Regions from separate parts of the Mus musculus genome. Here regions 1, 2, 3, 5, 6 and 7 are each linked to region 4. Evidence: chromatin contacts called from public HiCAR-type, HiChIP or PLAC-seq and promoter capture Hi-C data. All regions are on one chromosome and are shown on one strand. The core of a region is the stretch at or near the end of the contact, and the rest is flanking DNA. Distances in the headings are between cores, read along the strand shown.

The links. Promoter capture Hi-C pulls out the DNA fragments that hold promoters and counts their contacts. HiCAR-type assays count read pairs that join an accessible place to other places. HiChIP or PLAC-seq counts read pairs in DNA pulled down with a chosen protein or histone mark.
Region 1: a contact with region 4 is called in a promoter capture Hi-C map of pre-B cells. The contact joins the promoter of Ak7 here to the promoter of Ccdc85c in region 4. A contact is called at or near these places in 3 of 39 promoter capture datasets (embryonic stem cells, hippocampal neurons and pre-B cells) and 3 of 115 datasets of contacts at active chromatin or transcription factors (astrocytes, embryonic forebrain and embryonic stem cells).
Region 2: a contact with region 4 is called in a promoter capture Hi-C map of pre-B cells, with 4 times the contacts expected there. The contact joins the promoter of Wdr20 here to the promoter of Ccdc85c in region 4. A contact is called at or near these places in 2 of 39 promoter capture datasets (hippocampal neurons and pre-B cells).
Region 3: a contact with region 4 is called in a HiCAR-type map of astrocytes, with 2.1 times the contacts expected there. The contact joins the promoter of Hsp90aa1 here to the promoter of Ccdc85c in region 4. A contact is called at or near these places in 2 of 39 promoter capture datasets (liver and pre-B cells) and 1 of 115 datasets of contacts at active chromatin or transcription factors (astrocytes).
Region 5: an H3K4me3 HiChIP or PLAC-seq map of forebrain shows a contact between it and region 4, with 7 times the contacts expected there. The contact joins the enhancer-like site here to the promoter of Ccdc85c in region 4. A contact is called at or near these places in 3 of 39 promoter capture datasets (hippocampal neurons, liver and pre-B cells) and 3 of 115 datasets of contacts at active chromatin or transcription factors (embryonic forebrain, embryonic hindbrain and forebrain).
Region 6: a contact with region 4 is called in an H3K27ac HiChIP or PLAC-seq map of trophoblast stem cells, with 10 times the contacts expected there. The contact joins the promoter of Rcor1 here to the promoter of Ccdc85c in region 4. A contact is called at or near these places in 1 of 39 promoter capture datasets (cranial neural crest), 1 of 484 Hi-C or Micro-C datasets (CD8 T cells) and 2 of 115 datasets of contacts at active chromatin or transcription factors (astrocytes and trophoblast stem cells).
Region 7: a contact with region 4 is called in a promoter capture Hi-C map of liver, with 13 times the contacts expected there. The contact joins the promoter of Papola here to the promoter of Ccdc85c in region 4. A contact is called at or near these places in 3 of 39 promoter capture datasets (hippocampal neurons, liver and pre-B cells), 2 of 484 Hi-C or Micro-C datasets (CD4 T cells and CD8 T cells) and 4 of 115 datasets of contacts at active chromatin or transcription factors (astrocytes, large pre-B cells, stem cell-derived neural progenitor cells and 1 more).

What each region holds. Positions count from the first base shown.
Region 1 is chr12:105,704,040-105,708,003 of GRCm38.p6, forward strand. It overlaps Ak7 (adenylate kinase 7), which reads left to right and starts at 1,943. Exons shown (of 18, transcript NM_030187.1): 1 at 1,943-2,227. The coding sequence starts at 2,126.
Region 2 is chr12:110,735,517-110,739,409 of GRCm38.p6, forward strand. It overlaps Wdr20 (WD repeat domain 20), which reads left to right and starts at 2,484. Exons shown (of 3, transcript NM_027149.4): 1 at 2,484-2,761. The coding sequence starts at 2,513.
Region 3 is chr12:110,694,872-110,698,521 of GRCm38.p6, forward strand. Hsp90aa1 (heat shock protein 90, alpha (cytosolic), class A member 1) reads right to left here and starts at 1,524. Exons shown (of 11, transcript NM_010480.5): 1 at 1,381-1,524; 2 at 648-809; 3 at 181-547. The coding sequence starts at 809.
Region 4 is chr12:108,273,854-108,277,326 of GRCm38.p6, forward strand. Ccdc85c (coiled-coil domain containing 85C) reads right to left here and starts at 1,540. Exons shown (of 6, transcript NM_001159910.2): 1 at 485-1,540. The coding sequence starts at 1,280.
Region 5 is chr12:105,841,323-105,844,900 of GRCm38.p6, forward strand. No RefSeq gene overlaps it. Among named protein-coding and RNA genes, the nearest start is that of Gm19554, 56 kb to the right of the region's middle. Within about 2 kb of position 2,234, at least 26 of the 459 cell types and tissues checked have an H3K27ac peak or open chromatin away from gene starts, as enhancers often do. A contact at or near this core is called in forebrain, where this site is marked.
Region 6 is chr12:111,037,681-111,041,243 of GRCm38.p6, forward strand. Rcor1 (REST corepressor 1) reads left to right here and starts at 1,687. Exons shown (of 12, transcript NM_198023.3): 1 at 1,687-2,208; 2 at 2,282-2,341. The coding sequence starts at 1,926.
Region 7 is chr12:105,783,444-105,787,088 of GRCm38.p6, forward strand. It overlaps Papola (poly (A) polymerase alpha), which reads left to right and starts at 1,254. Exons shown (of 22, transcript NM_011112.4): 1 at 1,254-1,471. The coding sequence starts at 1,464.

The sequences.
Region 1 (3,964 bases), core at 693-3,192, 2.6 Mb before region 4:
CGACAGAGCTTCTGGAGCTCCGTGAGTTCCCTCAAAGATAACTCTGTATTCGTTGCAATGCAAGGGGAGAATCCAGGCCTGGAGTTGTAGCTCAGGAGAGCTCATACTTAGATGTGCAACATCCCTGCATTGACACCCAGCACACAGAAAAAAAGAGACAAGAAATGGATGTGAGCTGAAAAGTTTGTGCTAGTCTGTCTGCTCTGAGTGTGTCCATGAAGAGAGCAGAGGCTTTATCTCCCATAATGACATGCCCACCTTCCCTCCTGCTCTGCTGAGCCCAAGCGCTTCCCACATAGCAAGTCAGCTGCTGGCTCTGTGACTACCCTCAGTGCTTTCTATGCAGGATGCCCTGTGCTCCCTCCAGTGTTCAGGGGCAAAACCTGCTGCTTGGTTCATATTAGGAATAGAGGAGGAAACTAGTTTGGGAATGGGCCACATTGACTTCGGAACTCTCCCTCTAAGCTCCCCCTGCCACCACCCTGGTATATTAGGTATAGCATTGCTGAGGCTTGCACTGATGAAAAAACTTGAGTAGCCACTGGGGCAGAATGGTCTTCTAGGACTTTGCAGTACTTAATAAAAGGCACCACACACAGTTGGTAGTAACATGCATGCACAGGAAAGAACTAATGGAATGATACAGCAGTTGCTATAATATAATCAATATAATCAATATAACCAATAGGCACACAATGGCTCAGCAGTCAAGAGCACTGGCTGCTCTTGCAGAAGACCTGAGAGTGGTGCCTCATAGCTCTCTGTTATTCCAGTTCCAGGGATCCAACGTCTCTTTTGGTCTTGGATGCCACCAGGAAAACATGTGACACAGAGACATTCATGCAGGCAAACACACGTACACATAAAAATAAATATTTAATTTCTATATATGCATGCATATTTGCATAAAATACGTTCATGTATTTAGATTTAACAAGTTAGTGTTTAAAACTATTTCAGTGCAGTCGGACCCTTCCAACAAAACAAGCCGGTTGTTTCATAACACACCACAACTTTTGATGAAAACAAAATACACATTGTTTATTGCATTAATGTATTTGTGGAAGAGGGGTGTGTGTGCCAGGGCACATGTGTAGAGGACAGCTTGCTGGAGCCCGGTCTCTTTGGGACAGAGGGATGGAACTCACGTTGTAAGGCTTGATGGCACCTCCTTCACCCTCCGAGCAAGAGGTGGTTTATTTCAGCAACTGCACGAGTATTCTCATTTGTAAAGAAGACCCAGAGCTTAAACGGTCTGAGTGTAAACTTCATGATTGTGTGTGAATTCCTGGTCACAAAGTCCCTCCAGGCACCTCCACCAAATCCCCAGGCAGGGTGGTAAGGGGGGAGGGGGCATCTGAAAATGCTTAGGAAAGACAATCTGGGAAGAAAAATCTCAATTGAGAAGATGCCTCCATAAGAATGGCTTACAGGCATGTGTATGGGGCATTTTCTTCATTGATAGAAGACCCAGATCACCGTGAGCATCCTGCCCTTGATCCTGAGTTCTCTTAAGAAAGCAGACCGAGCAAGCCCGTAAGCCACGTTCCTCCAAGGTCTTTGCTTCCGTTCCTGCCTCCAGCCAGGTTCATGCCTTCTGCCCTGGCTTCCCTGGATGATGGGTCTACAACCTGTTAGTTTTGGTCTGGTACTCTCACAGCAATAGAAAGCAAACTAGTCAAACCCCTAAGCCAGTAGAACCCTGTGCACCAAGCAGCTACTGGGCAGTACAGGCTGTGGTGGTGGGCTCTCACGCTGTGGTCCTTGACCCCAAAACTCGTGACATCTGCTTTTCTTTACAGTAGAGAAATTGTTTACCCAAGCAGAGCGTCCTACAGGAGATGTGCCGAAGGCAGTTAGACAGTTCTCCAGGGAGATCAGCCCCGCCCTTTAGGACACGCCCCGGCCAGACCCGTGCCACGCCCCCAACGGACCCTCCCCCAGAGCTGCACCCTATCCAGAGCCCTCACCACAGGACACGCCCCGCCCAAAAGCAAGCCACACCCCTCCGAGAGTCCGAGCCTCGCCTCAGGGAGCCTGACCCTTTCAGCCTTCCAAAGCCCAGCCTCTCCTCCTTAGCAACCGACAGGACTCTTTCACCTTAGCAACTACTACAGCTTCCACCATGGCTGAAGAGGAAGTTCCTGCGACCACCGAAAAAGTTCTGAAGATACAGAGGGTATTCATAAACCATCTGGACACCTATAGCAGCGGAAACATAGGAAAGGTGAGCGGTGACCCGAGCCAAACTGGCCCTCAACCCTCAGTGTGTGTCCCTGATCTATCTCCACAGCAAAGGCCTGCATCACTGGCTGTTAGGAGCCTCCCCGGGGGAAGAAGATTCCAATCCTAGCACATCAGTGCCTCCAGGACCTGTCCCTAAGCAGGCTTGACCCATGTTCCTTCCTAATAACGCAGGTGTTTTGGCTATGGTGAAAATGAGGCTCAAGAGAGGAAAGGGCTTGCACAAATCATAGGTATTATGGGCGGGACCTGGAGCACACAACGCGTAAGTCCCGCCATTATGTCATCCAGGAAACATCCATCTAGCGTTTTTAAGCATCTGTTTTGTGCTAGGCACAATTTCTGACCAGGTCCCATTAAGCTTCCTTACTTCCAGGAAAGTTATGGAGATGACTTAGCAGGAGACCTTACTTGAGACACAAGTGTGAGGACCTGAGGTCTGACCCCCATCATCTATGGAGAAAGTGAGCAAGTAGTATTCTACCTCTAGCGTAAACACACACACACACACTCACACACACACACACACACACACACACACACACATGATCCCAAGAGAGAACCTAGGAGCTGTCATTCTAAATTGTTCATCCAAAGACAGTCATGTTTTAGGGGCTGGAGACCCAGGTTCAATTCCCAGCACTCATATGGCAGTCCAGATTGTCTGTAACTCCAGTCCAAGATGATCTGATGCCTCTTTTTTGGCTTCTGGCGGCACACTGCATGCACATGGCACACACACACACACACACACGCCCTCACAAACACACACACATGCACATAAAATAAAAATAAATCTTAGCACACACCTGCAGAGGCCCTGCCATTGAGGACTCTGGATCCGTTGGGTTGAGGAATCTGCCAGCTTGTGGGAAGTCAAAGGTAATGAGGTACCCTCACCCTCGCTGCACTGCTAATTAAGTAGCAGAGGGGATTAGAACTCAGGCTTCCTGCCTCCCAAGATGGTTAAAAATGAGTGTGGAAACAAACCCCCTAGTGACTCATTAAAGCAAATCACCAGATGACCAGTTGTGGCATAATTAAATTCTGGCGTGGATTATCAAGGGGTGGTGGCCTGCTGGACGGCTCTACAACTGTAGCACTGGGATAGGCAGAAAGGGGTGGGAATGGAAGCTCATGTTCTCCACTGGACAGAAAGCTTTCATCCGAGCAAGCAACGCTCTGAGTGTAAGGATACAGAAGAGAACGGTGTGAAGATACCAGAGGCAGCTCTCTTCACAGCTGGGCGTGCATTTTATGAAGAGTTGGTTTTTCCTCTTTCTTTCTTTTTTCTTTTTTCTTTTTGTTTTTGTTTTTGTTTTTGTTTTTGTTTTTTTGGGTTTTTTGTTTTGTTTTGTTTGGGGGGGTTGTTTTTTGTTTTTTTGTTTTTTGTTTGTTTGTTTGGGTTTTTTTTTTTTTTTTCGAGGCAGGGTTTATCTGTATAGCTCTGGCTGTCCTGGAAGTCACTTTTGTAGACCAGGCTGGACTTGAACTCAGAAATCCAGCTCTGCCTCCCAAGTGCTGGGATTAAAGGTGTGCACCACCACGCCCGACTTCTTTCTTTTCTTTTTCCAGTTGTTTTGTTCTCTTATGATCTTGGTTGTTCTGGTTCCATAATGGTGATTGGGTTGTTGGTTTGTTTTTTTTTTTTTTAATTGACACTGGACTGAGATAGAGGTTTTTGCATTACAGATTGAGTCTTTAAAGATAAGTAACTAAA
Region 2 (3,893 bases), core at 1,234-3,733, 2.5 Mb after region 4:
CATCCCAGGAGGATGCTACCATGTCTGGCAAAGCAAAATGTTCAGTTTGTACAGGAACAAACAAACTCTAATATAAATATTTTTTAAGAATATTTATGTATGTAGCCGGGCATGGTGGTACACACCTTTAATCCTAGCACTCAGGAGGCAGAAGCAGGCAGATTTCTGAGTTCGAGGCTAACCTGGGCTACACAGAGAAACCCTGTCTTGAAAAACCAACCAACCAAACAAAAGAATATTTATATATGATGTATGTATGTCTGTATGTATATGAGTACACTGTCGCTGTCTTCAGACACACCAGAAGAGGGCATCAGATCCCATTACAGATGGTTGTGAGCCACCATGTGGTTGCTGGGAATTGAATTCAGGACCTCTGGTAGAGCAGCCAGTGCTCTTAACTGCTGAGCCATCTCTCCAGCTCCCAGTGTAAATCTTAAGGCATAGTGGTCTTTTACTTTTTTAAGACAAAGTTTCAGTATGTGGCCCTTTGTGGGCTGTGTAGTACTCAGGACAGCCTTAATGTCTATCTGTCTCGCCCTCCTAAATGCTGAAATTAAAGCATATGTCATCATACTCAGTAGTATATTGGTCTCATGGGAAATTTAATATTATGGTTGAAGGTCAATATACTTTTTTTTCAGTTTTTGCTGGCTGAGGTGTCCCCTCCCAAAGTATATTTTCCCCCATTAACTAGAAATTCAAACTGAATTCTTTTTAGATAATTCAGGCTGTTATTTATCCTTCAAGATGACCATTATAAACATGTTTTTGGTACAAAATAGCATAGCTATGGGAGCTTGGGATTATCCACTGAACACCCCCTAGTATTTTTAAGAGTTGTGATCCATATTTGCATTTTATGGAAAAGACAAATTTGCATTCATAGGAAAAGACAAATAACAACAAAATGAAATTTAAAGTGCATTCTAGGGATGTATTAAGAAGACTTTTAAAGTCAGGTGATGGTGGCACATGCCTTTGATCCAGAACTCAAAAAAACACCAAAAGAAAAAAAAAAAAACCACCAAAAAAAAAAAAAAAAAAGGATTTTAAAGCTGGGTGTGTGGTTCATGCCATTAAGCCCAGCACTTGGTAGTTAAAGACAGATGGATTTCTGAGTTGGAGCCTAATCTCTGGTTGAGTTCCAGGACAGCCAGGGCTATTTAGTGAAATACAGTATCAAAAACAAAAACAACAAAAAAAGGATTTACTGTAGTGCTTTTTTTTTTTTCTTTTGCCAGTTCTACAGGATGTTAGTCAAATGCCTTATTACATCACTGGCACAGTTTCTACTGTGTCTGTACTTGCTTCCCACTACATAAAATGGCTATGATTTATACTTCTTTAGAACACTCCCCCTTGTGTACAATTAATTTTTGTGAGGTTGGAGTCTCGGTCTGTGGGCTCGGGTAGCAGCCTCCCAGCTCCGGGCTCAGGCATTCCTTCTGTCTGGAAGCACAGGTGCCCACAGTGTACTGGGCTCGCTCTACAGACAGGATTTCTCAGGGATAGGTCATTCTTCGTGTAACATTTTCTCCGCTCTAGAATTCTATTTTAACGTTTATCACTTTAGAAGCCTTTGTATTCCAGTGCACACACCCAGAAATCGAAGCATCAAATGGTGACTGTTAGGTCCTACTTTAATGTGTGCGCTTGCCTTCACCTAATACTTTGTACAGGATATTCAGCACAACTCGATGGTTCTCCTGGCAAACAACTTCAGGTTCCGTTTGAGGCTTTAAGAAAATCAATTAGCTTAACCTTTATTAAGAGGCACAGGAGACAGAAGTTCCGACAGAACCTACTTTCTCAAGAACAAGCCAATGCTCACCAGGAAGGTTTCAGGTGAGACTTGAAAACACAAGTCCTGTACATTCATGCGGTTCTTCCCACCCCGCCTACAAAACCCAACCCAACCCAACCAAACCAAACCAAACCAAACCCTGAGCTGTAATAAAGCCCAATCCATCGATATCTTCTGTGAGACGTAGAGGGGCTTGTCACCAGGCATCGGTACCCCGCACCCAAGCGGACCGTCGGAGTCCTCCCTAGCTTCCCAGGGAGGATCGCGGACAGCTGGGACATACACGTCCAAACACCGGACTTCACTGCTCGCCTCAGGCTCTGCCGGGACCACCAGCTGGCCAAGGCCAACGCGGTGGCGTCTCTTAGGGATCGGGTCCCTCAGCGAAGCTGCAGAGCGAGACAGGAGCCCCGCACCAACGCTCAGCGCGCTCGCTTCGACCCGCACCAGGAGGGCGGCACCCAGGGGAGGAGCTTGCGCACGCCCCTCCGGGTGGAGCGCGCCAGGTGAGCGCGCGTGCGCAGTTGGACCATTAAAAACTAGCCCGCCCCCTTCGCTTCGGCCCGCCTTCGTGGGGGCTGGCTCGCCAGTGGGCGGGGCCGCGGAGAAGGGGGTGGGGAGTGGAGAAAGCGAGCGGCCGAGGACGGCGCCTGCGCGGTGGGCGTGATCCGGGCACTTAGGGCAGGATGAACGCTGCTTTCCAAGATGGCGACGGAGGGAGGAGGGAAGGAGATGAACGAGATTAAGACCCAATTCACCACCCGGGAAGGTCTGTACAAGCTGCTGCAGCACTCGGAGTACAGCCGGCCCAACCGGGTGCCCTTCAACTCGCAGGGATCCAACCCTGTCCGCGTCTCCTTCGTAAACCTCAACGACCAGTCTGGCAACGGCGACCGCCTCTGCTTCAATGTGGGCCGGGAGCTCTACTTCTATATCTACAAGGGGGTCCGCAAGGTACCGACCCGGGCGTCACCGGGGGCGCGCCGGCGGCGCGGGCCGAGGCCGGGAGCTGGGCGGTGACAGCGAGGCCGGGGTGACCGGTGGGGGCGGCCGGCACTTGTACTTTTGAGTGGGCCGGTAACTCCGCTGAGGTGCTCCGGAGGAGAGGGGGCTTCGGGAGTGAGGCGCCGGCGGCAGCGCTGCCTCCTAGGGGAGGAGGGGGCTCTGGAGCCGGGTCGCGGAGATGCCCCGGGAGTAGCCGGTCGCCTCCTCCCCCGGCGGGGTCTGTCAGGTTCCGATCCCGCCCGGGAGCGGGCCTGCGAGTCCCCGGAAGAGGTGCGGCGGCCGTTTTAGGTGGCCTCGCTTCCCGGGAGGCTCGAGAGTCCTGCCCTGGGTGAGAGAACCGGGACGCGAGGCGGCTTGGAAAGGTCCGTAAGGCGGAACCGGGACAGGGAGGCGGAGGACTTGGAGACTAGGTCAGAAAGGACCTGCTCGGCACGCAGGGCTACTCCACCTGCTGCCGCACTGACACTTCTCCTGGTGTCAGCACTGTTTCCAAAAACCTTTCCGGGAGGTCGCCTGTCATTGTCTCCGCGGAGGGAACCGTCTCCCGAAAGGTTTTTGAAGAGGGTCATTCTGTCCCTTGCAGTGTAAGAGGGCTGAGTACTCAAGACTAGGGAGGTTGGAATTATGTTTTCAAATAGGCTAAGTTGCTTCAGAGGTGTTGTGTGTGAGCGTGCCTAGATTTATCTTGTCTAACGAGTCAGGCTATGTCCCAAACAGGGAGGGATAGGCCTTAAATGCTACTTTAAAGTAACCAGCCAAGAACTTAACAGTAATTCTGTGACGCATGCAATCGAGTTTTAAAATGTCTCGTTAAAAGCAGCAATTTATTGGCGCTTTTATTTTATTTTATTTTTTTATTTTTTGGTCACTGGCAAGAATTGCTTATTTTAACTTTTGACCATTGAGAGAGTAAGGAAATGTATGCACTCCATAGCACCTCCAACGGAATGTGACAAGGTGATGGAAGATTCACTTATAAATGTTCAGTTAGTGGGAAAGTACGTTGTCCATATTGAAGAGGACGTGTTCCCAGGGATGGCTATATCCAAAGTCAGCTGCTGTTTATGTTGCACTGTACGGT
Region 3 (3,650 bases), core at 274-2,773, 2.4 Mb after region 4:
GGTCCTGAAGCTCCCTTTAGATTAACAATTTTGTTGAAAAGCTCAGGACTTAGCACTAAGGCTATGTATGCCAGACTGCTCTTTAACTCTTCAACTCTCCAAGTTAACCCTCTCAAGCACTTACTGAAGTTAACCAGACACCCCCTACAATTGAATACATTCCTTTTGGCCTATGCCTACCTGTGTCAGTCCTCACTGTGAAGGATCCCCCAGCTGAGGACTCCCAGGCATACTGCTCATCGTCGTTATGCTTCGTGATGACAGTCACTTTCTCAGCAACCAAATAGGCAGAGTAAAAACCAACACCAAACTGGCCAATCATAGAGATATCTGCACCAGCCTGCAAAGCCTCCATGAAGGCTTTGGTGCCCGACTTGGCAATGGTGCCAAGGTTATTGATCAAGTCGGCCTTGGTCATTCCAATCCCGGTATCCACAATGGTCAGGGTTCGGTCCTGTTTGCTGGGAATGAGATTGATGTGCAGCTCCTTCCCCGAGTCCAGTTTACTGGGGTCCGTCAGGCTCTCGTAACGGATTTTATCCAGAGCCTATTAAGAAAAGATTAAAAATGAAAAAACCGTCAAGCGCAAACCCCAAGGTGAAATTTTCAGGGAAAGCAACGTCCAATCCTCCAAGTGGTATACTCACGTCCGATGAATTGGAGATGAGCTCCCTCAGAAAGATCTCTTTGTTCGAGTAGAAGGTATTGATGATCAAGGACATTAACTGGGCAATTTCTGCCTGAAAGGCAAAGGTCTCGACCTCCTCCTCCTCCATTGGTTGGTCTTGGGTCTGGGTTTCCTCAGGCATCTGGAACACAGAGGACGACTCTAAAGCCTCACAGAATGGCTGCAGGCGTGCTAACGACCGCCCCTCCTCTATAGAGGTCTCTTACCGACTCTATTTTGGACTAAGAAAGGGACGAAATAGAAAAGGGCGACGGGGCGGGGGGTGGATGACAAAGGGATGACCTCATTTCAGAATGCGGTAATTACGAAGCGCATGTGCGCGCCTCCGGGAGGACGTTCGGACCCGGGCGGCTCCACGCACGCCGTTCCTAACGGCCACCCTCCCCCAACCCGCCGCTATGGCGCCTCCCTCGCCCGCCCGCGCCTCGGCGGCACCGGCGACAGCCCAACCCTCGCTTCGCTCGCCCCGCGCCCGCCTCGCCGCCGCCACCGCTCCTCCTCGGCGGCCATTGCCGCATCCCCGGCCTGGGGCGTAGATATGAGGCCCGCCTGGGGCCTAGGGTCGGAAGCCATGGCCGCCCACCTCCGCGGGCTGAGGGAACTCGGATGGTGGCCCCGCTGCCGCCGCGGCGCCAGCAACCTACGGCCCTGCTCCCCAAGCCCCCGCTAAGTCCGCCTGCGCCATCACTCACCGTGGCTGAATGAACACGCACGAGACGTGACGCTCCGCACCAGGACACTGAAGCAACTGGCGCGCCGCCCCCTGCGCCGGCCTTATATAGAGGCGGGCCCGCCCAGCGCGCGGCGCTTCTTTCCAGAAGCCTCCGGAACCTTCCGGAAGAACCCTCCCCAACCGTCGCCTCGGCCGCGCGCCCGCGCCTGCGCAATGGACGGGCCCCGCCCCTCCACCTGGAGCGCGCCGAACCCGCGCGGAGAACGAACGCAAGCCCCTCCTCCACAGCCAGGTGCTCTGCACATGCGCAGTCCGGAACGCTCGGCGGGCCGGGCGCCTTCCCGGGCCGCACGCGCGCGCGCGGACGGGCCGGCCAGCGCATGCGCCTGAAGCCTCCATGTGAGCCCTGTGGTCTAAGGCTTCTTTTCCCCGGCGCTCTGTAAAAGGGACGTCCCCATGGGAACGCGCGCGTGTTGTGTGAACCTCGCGGTCCTCTGCGGCGCTTTAGGTCCTTGCAGGCAAAAGGTCCCCCTTCGGGCTCCCTTTGGGAACGCGGACCCCGCAGGAGGCGAGTCCCGCCCCCCCCCTGGCTTCCACCTTGATGGGTGGGGCGCCTCCCGGACTGGGGTTCTGGTTGCGTAGTCTGAATTTCAGGGCTGACCCCGCTGGAGTGTGTTCTGAAGCCTTACAGTGGGCTTACTGAGAGACCTTACACGGTGGGTCTTACAAATCCGTCCAGAGTGCTTGGGGATTTCTCTTTGACCAAAAGCTATGACCCTCAAATTGGGCGTTGTGAGGGATTTTGTATCAAATTTGTGCTACCTTAATTTACTGTAATTTTGGGGCTGGAAAGATGGCTCTTCCAGTAAAGGTGCTTGGGTTTGATATCTGCCACCCAGAGCGTGGGAAAAAAAGCTAGCCTTCAGCGCTGTGTCTCCCACGTGCCCATACACACACACACTCGCACAGTGTGAAAATAAGTGTAAAGGACTAGAGAGATGGCTGGGAGCAGTTAGTGGTGCCAAACACGCACGTTAAGGCAGCTCACAACCACCAGTTACTACAGTTCTTGGAAATAAACTATCCTCTCTGGCCTCCACGGGCACCAGGAACACACATGGTGCACAGGCACACGCAGTCAAAAAATGGTCATATAAAACACTCTATCCTGATTTTTGAAGCACCTTCATATGGTGTACATACGAAGTTACTTTGGGCGATTAACGTGACCCAAAAGATAGTTTCCTTGTTTGTTTATCTTTAATATAGGCTTCGGTTTCACTCCCCATACCTTTCCTTTGGGTTACTCCCACCCTGTATTTCCTATTTCCGCATCTTTTCCTGCTGACAAAACGATTACTAAGATTAGAAAGAAAAGGGCTGGAGAGATAGCTCAGTGGTTAAAAGCATGGACTGGTCTTCCAGAGGACCCAGGTTCAATTCCCAACACCCACAAGGCAGCTCACAGCTGTCCATAACTCCAATATCTGACACCTTCACACAAACATACATGTAGGCAAAACACCAATACACATAAAATAATAAATAAAAGCTTAGAAAGAAAAGAAGCCGGGAAAGAGGAAGCCAGGCAGTGGTGGCATAAGCCTTTTTAATCCAAGCACTCGGGAGGGAGTCAGAGGCAGGTGGATTTCTGAGTTTGATGACAGCCTGGTCTACAGGGTGAGTTCCAGGACAACCAGGGAAACCCTGTCTGGGGGAGTTGGGGGGAAGAAAGAAGAAAGAATGTGCTCTGTGGACAAAAACACAGCAGGCAATTTCCTCTGGGAGAGGAAGAAAGTCACCCATCTCCATCTCGCCCTCCCTCCAGGGAACGAGGCCCTTTCCCAGCAGCTGAGGAAAGACCTCTGGCCCCCCTCTCTGAACTGAGTGGGGGCATTAAGTAGAAACAGTTTTCTTTTTTGAGGTATTAGCTTTTTTTATACAGGATCACATTTTGCAACCCCTTGCTATGCAGAGCAGGCTGGCCCTGAATTCACATAGATCTGCCTGCTCCTGTTGAGGTGTGTATCATCGTCCCCAGCTGTACTCTCCAGGGCCACTCCTTTTCCCTAAGACTGGCCTTTTGTGTTGGGTGCCAGGACTATTAGGTGTTGATTTTTAATTGTTTGCATAAAAACCACAAGTCAAGCTCCAAGCTGTTAGGATCTCTACCCTAGAAGGGACTTTTGCTTTTTAGTTTTGGTTTTGTGGTCTCCACACCAGGAATGAACCCAAGGCTACCTATGTGATACACTAGGCAAGCTAGGCCCTCCACTGGGCCAGAACAGG
Region 4 (3,473 bases), core at 290-2,789:
CCAGCTTCGTCAAGGTCTCAGCACGGGTGATTGTGTGCCAGCCCAGCCCAGCCCAGGAGGAGATTCAGCTGGGAAGGAAGCAGGGGAGAAAGCCAGCCACAGCACAGTGCAGTCGTGGGTGCTAAGTGAGTTTGAGGGACTCCAACCAGAAGGGAAAATTCACTTGCTTTAGCTTAGGGGCCTTTCATAGTCTTCCAAGAAAAACTCTCCTCTGCCCTCAAGTGTTTTCAGGGTAGGATGAGAGACACCCCTCGACAGCCCCAGAGTGCCAGCTGGTAACACAAAAAGCTGCGGAGGAGAAACTTTTTTCTGCGGCATCAGCTAGACAGGGACACCACCACGCCGAATGCTCCATTTGCTATGCCAGCTGCGGAAGGGTCTGAAGGTGCGACCCCACCCCCACCCCGCACCTGTGAGGTCTCCAGAAACTACTACTGCTTCACGACAGACACCCATGGGCTTCCGATCCCGGCGAGATGCTTACCGTGCAGGCCGTTAGGGATGCTTCGGTGGTGCGGCGGCGCTGACAGGTCATCCAGAGACCGGCGCGTGGCTCCGGCCTTGCCGTCCGGAACCTTGTGCGGCCCCGGGGGCAGCAGAGCCGCTGGGACGTGGTGGTGGTGGTCCGGGCTGCCGCCGCTGCCCGCACTGGACGTGCTGCTGCCGTCGCCAACGTCGCGGGCCCCCGAGCCCGCTGCGCTCCCCGCCAGGGGCCCGCTCAGGCTGGCCTGGCTGTCGATGGAGCTGCGGGAGCCCGCGCCGCCGCCGCCGCCGCCAGCGCCCCCCGCCGCCGCCAGCGCCGCGCGCTCCTCGTCCAGCAACAGCACCAGCTCTTTCAGCTCCAGGTTCTCGCGCAGCAGGGCCTCCTGGCGCGCCTCGAGCTCCCGTAGCTTCTGCTGCGAGCGGGCCACCTCGTGCCACACGGCGCCGGCCGCGTGGCGTCCGAAGCGCTGCCACTCGCGCGCCAGCTTGCGCCCTTTCTGCCGGTCGTCGTCCAGGAAACAGCAGAGCTCACGCAGCTCCTGATTGTCGTCCTGCAGCCGCTGGTTCACGTCCTTGAGGCCGCGGATCTCCAGCAGGTGCTGCTGCAGCCGCCGGTTCACGTCGCGCATCAGGCCGCCGTGCTCCAGCATGAGGCCCACCTTCTCGCCCTCGGCGCGCCGCAGCCGCCGCGCCAGCTCCTCCTTGCTCCAGCGCAGCAGTTCCTCGTCCGGGACCTGGCTCAGCTCCTCCGACGCCGCCGCTGCAGCCGCCGCCGCCACCGCCGGGGGCTTCGCCATGGCGGGGCCGTCACCGCGGCATCGCCCTCGCCCGCGCCGGGCCGGCGCTCCCCGCGCCGGGGCTTCTCTGGGCTCGGCCACGCGCGCGCGGGGGGCGGCTGGGGACGCGTGCGGCCCGCCCTTCGCCGCCTCGCGCTCCCTCCCGCGGCCCCCTCTGGGGTCACCCGAGAGCCCGCGCACGCCTCAGGACTGAGGAACCGGGACCGTGGCTGCGTCGGCGGCCGCGGTGCCCCGGCTCTCCGAGCTCGGGCGCAGCAGGCGGAGGCCCGCCCCCGGCCCCGCTCCCGGAGCCCCAGCTGCCCCGCCCACCCCGGGCGGAGAGGGGGCGGGGCGCCGCCGTTGGGCCACGCCTCCGAAAGGGAGGCGGTCAGAGGAGTGGCAGGCCCCCGAGGTCCCCCTACGCGGTGCGCCGGCCCGCCGGGCGCCCTGCCAGAGGCGCGCTCGAGCCACGGTCCCGCCCTCCCACAGGTCTGATTGGCCAGGTTCGGGGGTGTGCGGGAGGGGCGGGGCGCGCGCGGGGAGGCTGAAAAGATGGTATCTTCCAACCGCGGGGCCTTGCACCCTCCTCCCCCCCACACTCCCGGTTCAAGTTTCTTCGCCCGGAGGACGCGGCCTGGGCCAATCCCAGGACTACAAGGGGTTTTAAAATGCAGGTAGGGCTAGGGGGTGGCGGGGACCGGTGGGAAAGGTAGGGCAGGGCTTCCCTTAAAGGCGACGCGCGAATTTACGCGTCCCTTATCCGGCCAGCGTCCCTGACCCTCCCTTTCTCACCCTTAATAAACAGATGCCCACCCGGCGAGCACAGCTCTCTCCCTCCCTCCCTCCCTCTCGGGGGCACCAGAGTTCGGTACAGTCCGAGAGAGGAGGAACAATAGGACCCTGACATGGGGGGTCGGGCAGGGCTGGTCTTTGTCCCTTTCCGGGCCACCGACCAGAGCCACCTGGGTCCCTGCCTAATATTGCAGCGGGGCTGTCTTCCCACCCCTAGCCCAAGACCGTGGAGCCTTGCCAGCCTTATCTCAGGGCCAGATCTCTCTCCCTTCTTCCCCTGACGTGGTGGGAGCCGAGGACCTGCCCTTTTCCCAGAGCAGTTCTCCGAGCCCTTCCCTTCCGCGCACTACACCGCTAAATCCCTGGGATTGGAAGAACATGCAGTTCGCTAGGTGGAAACCCCTGAGAAAGGCGAGGGAAGGTCTTCCACCCTGGCCAGATAGCTGGGGTCCATAGGTACTCAGCGACCGCAGAACCTTCTTCCCTCGCCCCGCATCGCTGCGGAGCATACGGATCTTCCCACACCTATAAATCCCGTCCCCTAAGCGCATTTAACAGCGCTTCTGCAGCCAGCGGGCCGAGGGAAGGATGCGTTTCCCCTGGACCTACAAGGAGATAACCCACTCTGCGCGCGCACAAACCGGGGTAAGCTACCCGGGCCTGGAGCGCGTGCCCGCGCAGCAGCTGACATCCCCCTTTTACAGTTACTCAGCCGTTTACTAAACCACCTCATGTGCCCTCTTACACCTTCCCCATCCCGGGGGAATTCTACCGGGACAAGAGGCCACTGCTCTCTGAGGGCACTTGGCATTCTTGGGAGGAGGGAGAGAGTACAACGTGAGAAGAATCGGTGAGGCTGTCTGCAGCGCTATGCGGGGAATTCAATTGCCTTAGATCTGTGTTCTGGGAGGGACCTAGGAGCTAGGACCTAAACCTGAGTGACAAGGACAAAGGTAAGCCTGGAGGCCGGACAGGTGAAAGGAACAGCAAGTGGAATGGCCTTAGGGTTGGCTTGTTAGTGGCCGGTTCGAAGGGGAGGAGGGGCCGGCGAGATGGCTCCGCAGGTAAAGGAGTGTGAAGCCCAGCCTGACAACCTAAATTAATTCCCAGGACACAGTGATGGAAGGAGAGACCTTACTCCCTCACGTTGTCCTCTGACCTCCAGAGTGGGCAGTAGCTTACATAAACACTCACACAGAAAGAATGAAATGTAATAATATATTAAAAAAAAAAAAAAAACAAGAAAGGGTGCCGTAGATGGTGCGGGACATTAATCCTAGAGTTTGAAGGCAGAGGCAGGGGTAATATCTGAATTCCAGGCCAGTGAGCTACAGAGAGTCTGTCTAAAAAAAAGAAAAAAGAAAAAAGAAAAAGAGAAGAAAAGAAAGGAAAGGATGAAATATGAGGTCTGAGCTCAAAAGG
Region 5 (3,578 bases), core at 984-3,483, 2.4 Mb before region 4:
TTGACAGTTGGGCAGAGGCTCTGGCTCCTCTGTTAAGTAGTGGTGCCAGCACACCACCTTTTCCCAAAGCCACCTCGCTGATACTCGTCGAGGTTGATCCTGTGGTTATATGTGTGCCTCCCGTCTTCTGACGCCTCCTGGGCGCGCTGAGCTGGTGTGGCTATGTCTTGCCTCATAGGGGCCCCAGAGTTTCCAGGTCTTCCTCTGGATGGTGTGGTGGCATCAGAAGGAAGAAAAAGAGGCATCCAAGAAGAGGTAGCAGGTGTGGGGGCGGGCCCTAGGCCTATTCCTGAAAGGACGGTTGTGTTCAGACTAGAGAATCCCCAGCGTGTCAGTAATGACTGTACGTGCCATTTTCTTCTAGGTGAGAGCATGTCTACAAAGACTACAGCAGCCTGTATTGATCTCTTGCCTTGGCCTCCAGAATGCTGGGACCATGGTGCACCAGCACTCCTGGCTCATACAGCAATTGTTTTATGAACTTAGGATGAAGCACTCTAATTATGACATGGTTGGCTTCAACATAACCTCAGATTTCCTGCCTCAGTCTCAGGATTACTAGGAAGGGTTATAGGCATGTGATGTCATACCTAAATAATTTGGGATTTTCACTGTTGCTTTCTTGTTGAAATTTTGTGTGTGTGTTGTGTATATGAGTGCATAGGTACATGGACACAGCTTCTGTAAGAGGTCAGAAAACAGTGTTCAGGGTCCACTTTTTCCTCCTTACCATGGGTACCAGGGATCAAACTCGACGTAAAGAGGCTTGCATAGCGAGCTCCTTTATCCTCTCGAGTTGTTTCATCCACCCCTGACTTAGCAGGGTGGGAATATATTTTAAAAATGGCGAAAGTAGCAATGCGTTTTAAAGTATATTTTTAGCTTCACTATTTTGTTCTGCCAGTTAGCTTAGGGTCTGTGTGCTTTTGTTTTTAAGTGGTAAGGATGACTATTAAAGTATGCTTTCTAGGTCCCAGAATTGATGAAGGAAAATCCAGAGATGTGTTTGTATTTTCCTCTGTGGAGTGAGTCTAAGTTGAAGAAAACTGCTTGCCTGGGCTCAGGTTTCCGTCCCCACTTTGTTGTCCTAGTCCCCTCTCCCACTGGACAGGCGGGCAACGCTGAGACGCACAACAAACAGATGAATATGGTGTCTCAGAACACAGTGAATCCAGTTGCAGAGAAGCACCAGAGTCATAAGCCATCCTGTGGTCCTGTGCTTAGGACTCAACTGAGTACTCCACTCCTTTCCTGTCCTTGTGAGGGAAGTCGGGAGGGGGAAGCGTTAGCGGTAAACCCAGCTTTTACGGTAGGGAGGTCTTAGTTTGGTTGTGTCCTGCATTCACCTGCTGTGGCCAAGGGTCAGCTCCTAATGACATTTGGGACTTTTTAGATATTGTGCTCCATTTTAAGACATAGTAAGGGTAGATTTGTCATTAAATAGTTGGCTGAATGTGACCTGATTTTTACTTATTTATTTGTGTGTGTGTCTTAAAATATTTTACAACCCTCTTAGAAGCATTTCTCTTAATTAATTTATAAGATAGTTATTTTTGATCTAACAGATTTCATGCTGAAAATAAGTAGCTTGAATAATTCAAACACCCCTGTTCTGTGGGGCTCTGACACTCCTGCAGACTTCCACTTCAGCCTTGTGTGTTCCATAGTGCGTGTCACATAGTCATGGGGCAGTTTAGATTTTGAGGGTCTTAGGAAGGGCATTTAGTAGTTTTTTTTCCAAGGCTGCCTGGAATGAAGTGTCAAAGGTGTTTCTGGGCTTCACAGTGAGTCTTGGCCACTTGTGCTCCCCGTTGTCTCTGCACATGATGTGGATATTTGGGGGTTGTCTCAGGTGCTAGGCACAAGCAAGCTGCTCTGTCGTTTCAAGGTAGATGTCCCGGCTTTGTGCTTGTCTTGTAGACGCTGTCTCTCTTGGCACAACACTCTCTTCACAAACTTTCACACTGTGCGGTGCCTGGTGCTATGTGATTTCCAGAAATCTGGCATGAGAGCCAGGCCTTGTTTGCGTTTTCTAACGGCAGTGGAGCTGTTAATAAAGAGATTGATGATAAAGTTGTCGAAAAGAGACAGTTGGGCAGAACTGCTCCCCATGAGTGACAGAGGGCATGCTCTGCCTTCACAGCCAAGAATGCTGCCCCCAGCAGAGAGCCGACCGTGCCTGGACACCGTGCCAAGACTGTTGGAGCTTCGCTGCACGAGTAGGCTCCTGCCTTTCCCTCTCATTTCCTGTATTCTCAGTTCTTGTCCCAGGTTCAGGAGTCATTCAGAACAAACATGTGTACTGTGACCCTCCCTCTGCAAAATAAATGTCAGTTCTCATAAGTCACCCCCATTTAACTTAGCAAAAATTAGGTTTTAATCTGAAAGCACAAAAGCTGTAGCTTTTATTAAAAGCCCTCATCTAGGCTGTGTCCTTCAAGTCCTGATGAGTAAGTGCTGTCTACACAAGGGTGTTGAGTGTCACAGCAGTTACCAGTATGACGTGGCTTCCATGCTGTTGGAAGCTTAGGACTGACATCCTGTCTGCCTGCAAAGAATTTGCCTCTAGAATTTAGGGGCTGAGAGCTTTGTCTTGTCTTGTTTGCCTTGAGTCCAGCACCCACTAGACATTGTCTCAACGTTTATATTACATCAGCCAGGATACTACATACACTATTTTTGACTCTTTTAATATCGACTTTAAGGGTACAGTTGTTTTCTGTTTCCTTTTTGTTTATTTTTTGCATTTTTGAGTCAGGGTTTCATTGTAGCTAGCCTGGACCAGGCTGGCACCTCAGCTCACAGATATCTGTTCTTGCCTCTGTCTTCTAAGTGTTGGAGAGCTTGTGTTGTGTGTGCTACCACACCTGACTTGTCTGTAATTTTGTAAGTTACCCCATGTATATGCTTTGGCTTTGTTGAATGTAACCTTTTACTGGCTCCCTCTTTTTTAAATCATTGTGGCTTTTATATTGTTATATGACTTAAATGGGGGCAGTTTTTGTTTCTCAATGGAAAGTCTTTTTTTTTAATGATTTCACTAGCCAAAACTCCCCTGAGACTCATATGCCTCAAATTTAATTTTTAAGTACAGTAACAAATCCTTTGAGTACTTGCCTGGCATATATGAAGTCACCCTGATTTTGATTTCTAGTCAACTCCCCAGTATGTACCTGTATGTTCACCCCCATGTAACTCCCATGACGTCTGAGAAGTAGGGTCTAGTCAGCTGCCCAGGTCATTGTGCCCATGCAGCGCTACCCTGGCACTGGCGAGCGTCCATACTTTGTAATTGCATCTCTGGGCAGCAGTGGAAGTTTCAAGGTTATCCAGGATTTCACAAGGAAGTTCTGACTCATCTCTAATAGGAGATGTTTCTCAGGCTTGTCACTGGTTGGTTTTTAAGATAGTTTTTCTGTTGCCCCAGCTATCCTGGAATTCTGTAGACCAGGCTAGCCTTGAGCTCACAAAGATCCACCTGCCTCTGAGCCATTCACCACCCTTTTTGTTGTTGGCTTTTTTTTCCTTCTTGAAGACTTCTTGATGTGTAACCCAGGCTGGCCCTTAAAGCTAGAAGT
Region 6 (3,563 bases), core at 437-2,936, 2.8 Mb after region 4:
TTTGTTCCTGTATGTAGGTTAATCTGTCTGTGGTACATCTTGGAAGATAGGGAAGAAAGAGGACAGAGTGCCCCTAGCCGCTCAGGTTCATCTGTCATGAAGTCACGGCTTCATCCAGGTACCTATCCCAGGTCACCCCTGGATCCCACCTCTGATTTAGCAGTCTATTTGCTGACCAGGCCAGCTGGACCCGGTTATTCCAGAGCTCATGCCTGCAGTGCCCAGGACTTTCTAAGCAGAGGGGTGTCCTTCAGAGAGGAGTCCAAGAGCAAGAACAGGAACTTGGTGGGGGCAGGGATCTGCTACCGGGAGGCTCTGGGCCCTGTTCTTGAAGGCCAGTTAGAAGTGACCATGGTCACTTCAGTGAAGTTTAAAATGATTCGCGGGGCAGAAAACGTGGAAGAGAAACCCCTGCTTATTTATGCGGGCTTTCAAACCATAAAACTCTCGTTTTCTCTCTGTAGCTATTTATATCCTGAGCGGGTGTAAAAACTGTCCCCATATGAAGCCCAGGTCTGAAGTAATATAAACGAAAAATAGCCATCTCCTGTTTTATTTATTTATTTTTAATTTAAAGCAAACGGTTTCACCTATAGTCCCCAGGTTTGGTCGCTGGCGCGGGGGGTGGGGCAGCCCACCCAGCCCCACAGGCAGCTGTCAGGCAGTGACGGGGCCCCTCGCTTGATCACTCCAGGGACAAGGACGCCCAGGGCTGGGTGTCACCGACTCCTCCGCGTTCAGGCTCTTAGCCCTGCGGGCTGGGGGAAGGGCCCGGGTCTCGGGAAGTGACCCTCCTCTTCTACCGAGCTGGGGACTCAAGCTCCTTCTTTTTCCCCCTCGCGGTGGGGCCCCTAGTCGATCTATGTCCCTCCTGCTGTCCCGGGGCCACTCGGCACCTCCCCTCACCCCGACGGCTTCGAGGCCCTCCCCGGCCGAACATCCCGACTCCTCCCTCGGCCCCTCAGGCAACGTGGGGAGCCGGTGGCCCCCAACCCAATTAGCGGGGAGCTCCATCGTCTCCAGGCACAACCGCTTTCCTTCCCTCGGGGGACACTGCCACCTGAGAGCCTCGTCCCCAGGTTCCCTTGCTCTAGTACATCTCGATCGCCCCTGGGCGACGCGGGGGCGCAATTAGTTTCTTCCAATTAGTTTCCCCTCTTTGTATAGAACCCATTCAAACTGTGCGCGTACTCCTCCGCGCGAGGGGGAAAGTAGTCCCGACCTTGCCCGCGATTTCTGTTCTCGCGTCGGGCACATTCACTTTGGGAAGCCGATGGGACGCTCGGCGGGATCCCCGGGGGAGGTGGCGCGGGGCCCACAGGGTGCGAGCGGAGGGAGCGGGGCGCTGGGGAGGGGGAGGGGGCTAACTCCTCGCTGTTGCCTCGAGAGATGGATCATGGGGCGTAAAGCGATCGCAAACCTCAAACCACGTACAGTGGGCGATACGCGTCAACCCAACCTGGCCAACGGAAGCACAGAACCTTCCCCCTCCTTCCCGTGATCCCGCCCCCGTGGCCTGACGGACGCGCACAGAGACCTACCATGCCCCTGCTTGCCGCCCGGATCCCGTGAGAGCCAATGGAAGCTCGCAGGGGCGGAGCTTGCGAGCGACGGGTTAGGCTGTGCGCGGCCCTCCTCCCCCCCAGGCTCCGCCCCTCCCCCCCGCCCGCGGCTCCCGGAGTAGTTAGAGCCAGCGAAGTGCGGGCGGCGATGAGAGCCAAAGTTGCGCTCCGTTCGGCATCGGGGGCTTGAGGCGGCTCGTTGCTCCGCCCGTCTGGGCCTCCTCTAGCCCCAACTCCCGCCAGCGGATCCCGCGCGCTCGCCCGCCCGGCCCGGCGCCCACCTGCGCCCCCTGCCCGCGGCCCGCCGCCCGCGCCTCGCGAGCCGGGGTCCCCGTCACTTTGGCCCGGCCCCGGGCCCCGCCGATGCCGGCCATGGTGGAGAAGGGCCCCGAGGTCTCAGGGAAGCGGCGAGGGAGGAACACGGCGGCCTCCGCAGCCTCGGCCGCCGCCTCGGCCGCCTCGGCCGCCGCCTCAGCCGCCGCCTCGGCCGGCACCGCCTCCGCCTCGGCCGCCGCCGCCGCCTCGGCCGCCGCCGCCCCCAATAATGGCCAGAATAAAAGTTTGGCGGCGGCGGCTCCCAACGGGAACAGCGGCAGCAACTCCTGGGAGGAAGGCAGCTCGGGCTCGTCCAGCGACGAGGAGCACGGTAGGTGGCAGCCGCCCCCGCGCCCGGCCCGTGTCCGCGCCCGCGCTGACCGCCGTGCTCTGCTTCCCCGCAGGTGGCGGTGGCATGCGGGTGGGACCCCAGTACCAAGCGGCGGTGCCCGACTTCGATCCTGGTGAGTAGCGAGTGACGGGAGCTCGGGAGACAACTTTGTTTTTTGTGCGTGTTGGCCTTCGGTCCGCGGGGGCACACGGGGCGCGAGGGCAGGCGGCGCGGCACGCTCGCACACGAGTGTGCTGCAGATTCGGGTGCGGGGAGGCCATGGGCTCCGGTGGGGACAGCACTGGGCCCGCAGTGTCCCCCGGCTCTGAGAAAGCCACACCTGGCCGGGGTGGAGTGGGATGTCTCTGCCTCCAGGTGTGGTGTACCGGAGCTAGGACGGGATCCCGGGTGGCAGTGCTGGAGAGTTGGCGTCCTGGGGCGCTCGGACCCAGGGCTCCGCAGAGACTTCTTACTTCAAACTGGCTCCTAGCGTTACCCTGCCAACCCTACGCTCTTATTGCCTCTTGACTCTCATCCCGTCTTGTCCCGTCCGGTCCCATCCTGTCCCATCCCATCCCATCCCATCCCATCCCATCCCATCCCATCCCGAGGGCTGGTGGAGTAAAGATCTTCCTGTCCCTCCACCCCAATCAGGTAATAAAAGAAGTGTGCTTTCCAGAGAGCATCTGTCTAGATAAGAGAGCCCGACTTGTGGCTGTTATTTTAAGATCTGTTTGTAAATGTGTGTTTCCTTTATTTCTTTTTTCTTTTGGGGGGGATGGGGTGGGGAGGAAGAGGTTGTGAAAGAATAGAACCATCAAAAGGTTTAGCTAACCGGCCATTTCCATCTACTAGAAATCCTTGTCCCCTAAGAAGGGGCATTCTTACTTGCCTTCCTGGTGATCTGTGTGGAAGCAAATTTAAAGAGGTACGGGGGTGGGGGGGGGGGAATCCTATCAGACAAAGGAATTCGCCAGATTTTAATGCCTATGATTCTGTCCCATCTCTGTATGAGACTGTCTTTCAAGGTGGTGGTTACAGGAAATGTTTGAAAGGCCGTGGGTTTTGTTTCAGAAATAAAATTCAAAAGACAATCTTGTACAGCTAGAGTGAACCGTCCTGGTTGGAGGGCTTTAGAACAGGAGGTTTTTCTAAGTAGGTTATACCACTAGTTTGAAAAGATAAATGCTTTTCCTTGGAAACAAGACTGCAGAAAATTGCAAGGATCTGGTCCTTGAAAAAGGAGATTGCTTTTAAGTTGTTATTAAGGTGCTGAACTCTGTGTTTAGGTAAAAGTGAAAGCACAGAAGAGAGGGATTCAGGGTGAGTGTTTGGTCACCCCAAGAATAAATGAT
Region 7 (3,645 bases), core at 4-2,503, 2.5 Mb before region 4:
GGATGGGGAGGGAGCTTTAGGAGTGAAAGGAAGCCCTAAGTGCAGGGGACCTCCAAAAGCTTCTTTCTTTTTTTTTTTTTTTTTTTTTTTGGTTTTTCGAGACAGGGTTTCTCTGTGTAGCCCTGGCTGTCCTGGCACTCACTTTGTAGACCAGGCTGGCCTCGAACTCAGAAATCCGCCTGCCTCTGCCTCCCGAGTGCTGGGATTAAAGGCGTGCGCCACCACGCCCGGCCAAAAGCTTCTTTCAAGAAGCTATGAGAAGGAAAAGGAATAGTTGGGCCTTTCTAATGATTACTCAGAACAGAATGGTGAGTGTACCCAGCCAAACCCCGTAAGAAGTGTGCCAGGGGCTGGAAATTTTAGGAAGGAAAAATACATTATCTTAAGATGAACCCAGCATACTAGGAATGGCTCCTTTTTCTGAGTATGGTCCAGTAACCCGAACTTCACCTGCCCAACTGCATTAACTCTTCAGCACAGAGACAAGGTCATAGTCACACCCAGAAGTATATTCCAATCTATCACATAAAATTGGTAGTGGTGTTTCACACCTGTAATGTCAACACTCAGGAGGTGGAGGCAGGAGGATCAGAAACTAAGGGCTAGTAGCTTCATGGGAGCCTGTCTTATAAAACAAACAAGAACAACAACAACAACAACAACAAAAAACCCGCCAAAACCCCAAAGGTTACTGTCAATTTTATTAAATTATTGCCTTGGTCCGGAATCCCCTGCCCTGCACATTTGGCATGAGAAGCACAGGTCTGGGCAACACAGATGCAGAGGGTCATCGTCAGGGGAGGGGATCCACGGCCACACTTCTGGGACAGGCTCTGTACTGGGCTCTAACACATTTAAGTCCTCACTCACATCGATGTTTAAAAAGCAGTTCTCCCACGCAGCGGAGGTGCAACTGGCACCGAACAGCTCTCGGTTCCAGGCATCCCCCGCGCTTGGGCTGCCCCGCACGTGGCGCCCGCTTGGGCCGCGCCCCCTTCTCATCGCTGCCACGGCTGCGTCACTCTCATTCGCCAGGACGGCGTCGCCAAGCGAATGAACTACAGCCTCTCGCTCGGAGCCTCCCGCACCCATCCCACGCTCTACCACGAAAGCGTGAGATCACCGGGGGGGGGGGGGGGGGGGGGGAGGGGGAGAAGCGCCGCTTCACGCCGAGAACTACATTTCCCGTCAGGTCTTGCGGCGTCGCGCAGCGCGCGCGCAGGCGCGCGCTCGGTGTGCGTGGCGGCGTCAGCGGTTCTAGAACGTTGCTGTGGTAGCGCTCGGGCGCCATGTTAGGACGAAGGGGAAGGAGGAGAAGCGCTTAAAGCGGCGGGGCACGGGTGCAGGACTGGGTTGGCCCCGGGGCTGAGGTAGGCTGCCGTCCTTCCCGCCTCGGTGGATCATGCCCAGGACGGCAGCGGTCGCGGGGGGGAAGTGACTGGGCGGTGCCGGCGCCGGAGACGATGCCGTTGTAAGTGATTGGCGTGCTGAGTGAGGCGCACGCCGGCCGGGCCCCGGGGGTGGCGGAGGGGGAGGGGAGGCGCACGGGCGCCCCGGGCCGCGGCTTCCGGCCCCTCGGGCGCGGGGCCCCCGCAGGATCCCCAAGCGGAACGGCGCCCGGCGCGGACTGGCGGGCCGCGGCTCCCGGGTTCCTTCCTGTCCCGGTTTCACCATGGCGCCGTCCAGCCCCCTAGTTCCCCACTTCCGCTTCCCTCGGAGCGGGTGAGGAACCGGGGCCGGGAGGGAGCAGGCCGCGCTGGCGGCCCGGGGGCAGCTTCCGGAACGGCGGGCTGCGGGGCGGCGCCGTCCCTGCTTTGTTGTGACTAGGCAACCTGGCTTCGGCGCGCTACCTGATCGCTCCCGCCCTTGGGTCACTTGTGTTGTGATTGCGAGTGTACGCTTTGAGCTAATTCACTTAGGCCTTCTAATGTCGCTAGGTCTACTTTACACACTTGACCGTGATTTTTCTTTACTTAATTTCCCCCCTCCCCCCTTTTCTCCTAAGAAAGATATTTGGAAACCGGTTGTTGGGATTCGAAAGTAGATGAGGGTTTTATGTTCCAACTAACCTATCTTGGCGAAAAGGCTTTAGGTCGTGCGACTGCTTTTCTTCCAAACAAGAGAGGCAGTTTTGGACGTAGCCTCAATGTGACAGATCTAGGGTTGTACTTACTAATTTAAAAATGGATTTCATGCGCTTTTCTTTCTCACACACTAGCTTGCTAGCTTTACTCGACCCTGATGTTTAGTCCAGAGACCTGTCAGCTGTATTTCTGTAGTGATAACATTTGTTGGGCTTAATTAACCACAAAGTTCCCTTTGACTCCTTATTCATGGAACAAGGGTAAAGGAGCACGAGAATAGAATCTATAAAGATGTTTGGTGTTTTTCAGTGGGGTTCAAGTAGATGTGAGTGAGTGAGGTGTTGTCACATGATGACCTTGTATTAGCTCATCCAGACTTTTTTCTGATACATCAGTGCTTAAAAAAAGATATGGTTGCACACTCTAAAGGGAAGGCTTCGGATTAGAAATGTTATCTTGTGTCTGGGAGTGAAGGTAGGAGGGAGAGTACAGGTTTCCTGCAGTTTTTATTTCAGTGCACTTCTGAAAGTGGAACGGTACAAGGAGGCTGCATGAGCACCGCACATGTCCAGGTCTATGCTTGAAGTTCTTCAGTCTATTTCCTTTAGGTTTAAAAAAATGGAGCCAAGACAGATGGACATGCACATGACCCCTTTTTTTTGTGTGTTTCATGGGATTTGAACTCTATAGCCAGTTTCTTACAAGCTGTTCTATCTCCATCCAGAGTGTACTGGGACTTTTAATCCAGGGAAACCCAAGACTGCCTGGCTGAGGAGGACAGGCCTGCCTTCCTCCTCATTACTTTGTTTCTTGAGGGCTCTGTCCCTGAGCTCACCTCTCCATGGGACGCCTTGTTCTTCTGTGTGCCAGCATCACTTGCCATGATTTTTACTTTTGATCTTTTGAATTGAGATTTCCTGGATAGTTTGTGTTTGGTATCCAGTGTGGGTTTTGGTGTGCCTGTTAAATTTAGACAATGTAAGTTGGGATTGAAGCATAGACAGTTCAGGTGAATGGTCAGAATGGACTGAGTCGTTACAAAACATTCTCAAAGGTATATGGTTTGTGTATAATTACATACATAATTTGGAAAATGCTGGTACCTTTTGATTGCCATAGTGGTGAAACTTAGAAAAGTTATGGAGGAAGCTAAAGCTTTTTAAAATACTTGAAATTTCTGCATTCTCCATTAACAGAGTTTCTCACCTCAGTGCTGTAACCCTGGTAATTTCTGGAGGGCCCTTCCCACGTCTTGTTGGGTGTGTAACAGTACCTCTGACCTGCTTAGTGGTTGCCAACGGCTTTACCCCAGGAACTTCTCACAGTGGCAAACGCACAGATGTCCCCAGACTTTTCCAGATGTACTCTGAGGGACTTTGTTCGTGGTTTAAGAACCACTGCATTAACACAAAGTATATATCATTATAGACATTTTATTCTCTGTGCCATATGCTAGTGTCCACATCTTTCTTTGTACCAGTACCAGTGACTTAGCAAGTGTCAGAATGTTGTTGAAGTTGTTGGTAGAACTATTTAGTGAGACTTAAGACAGTAGTTCTTC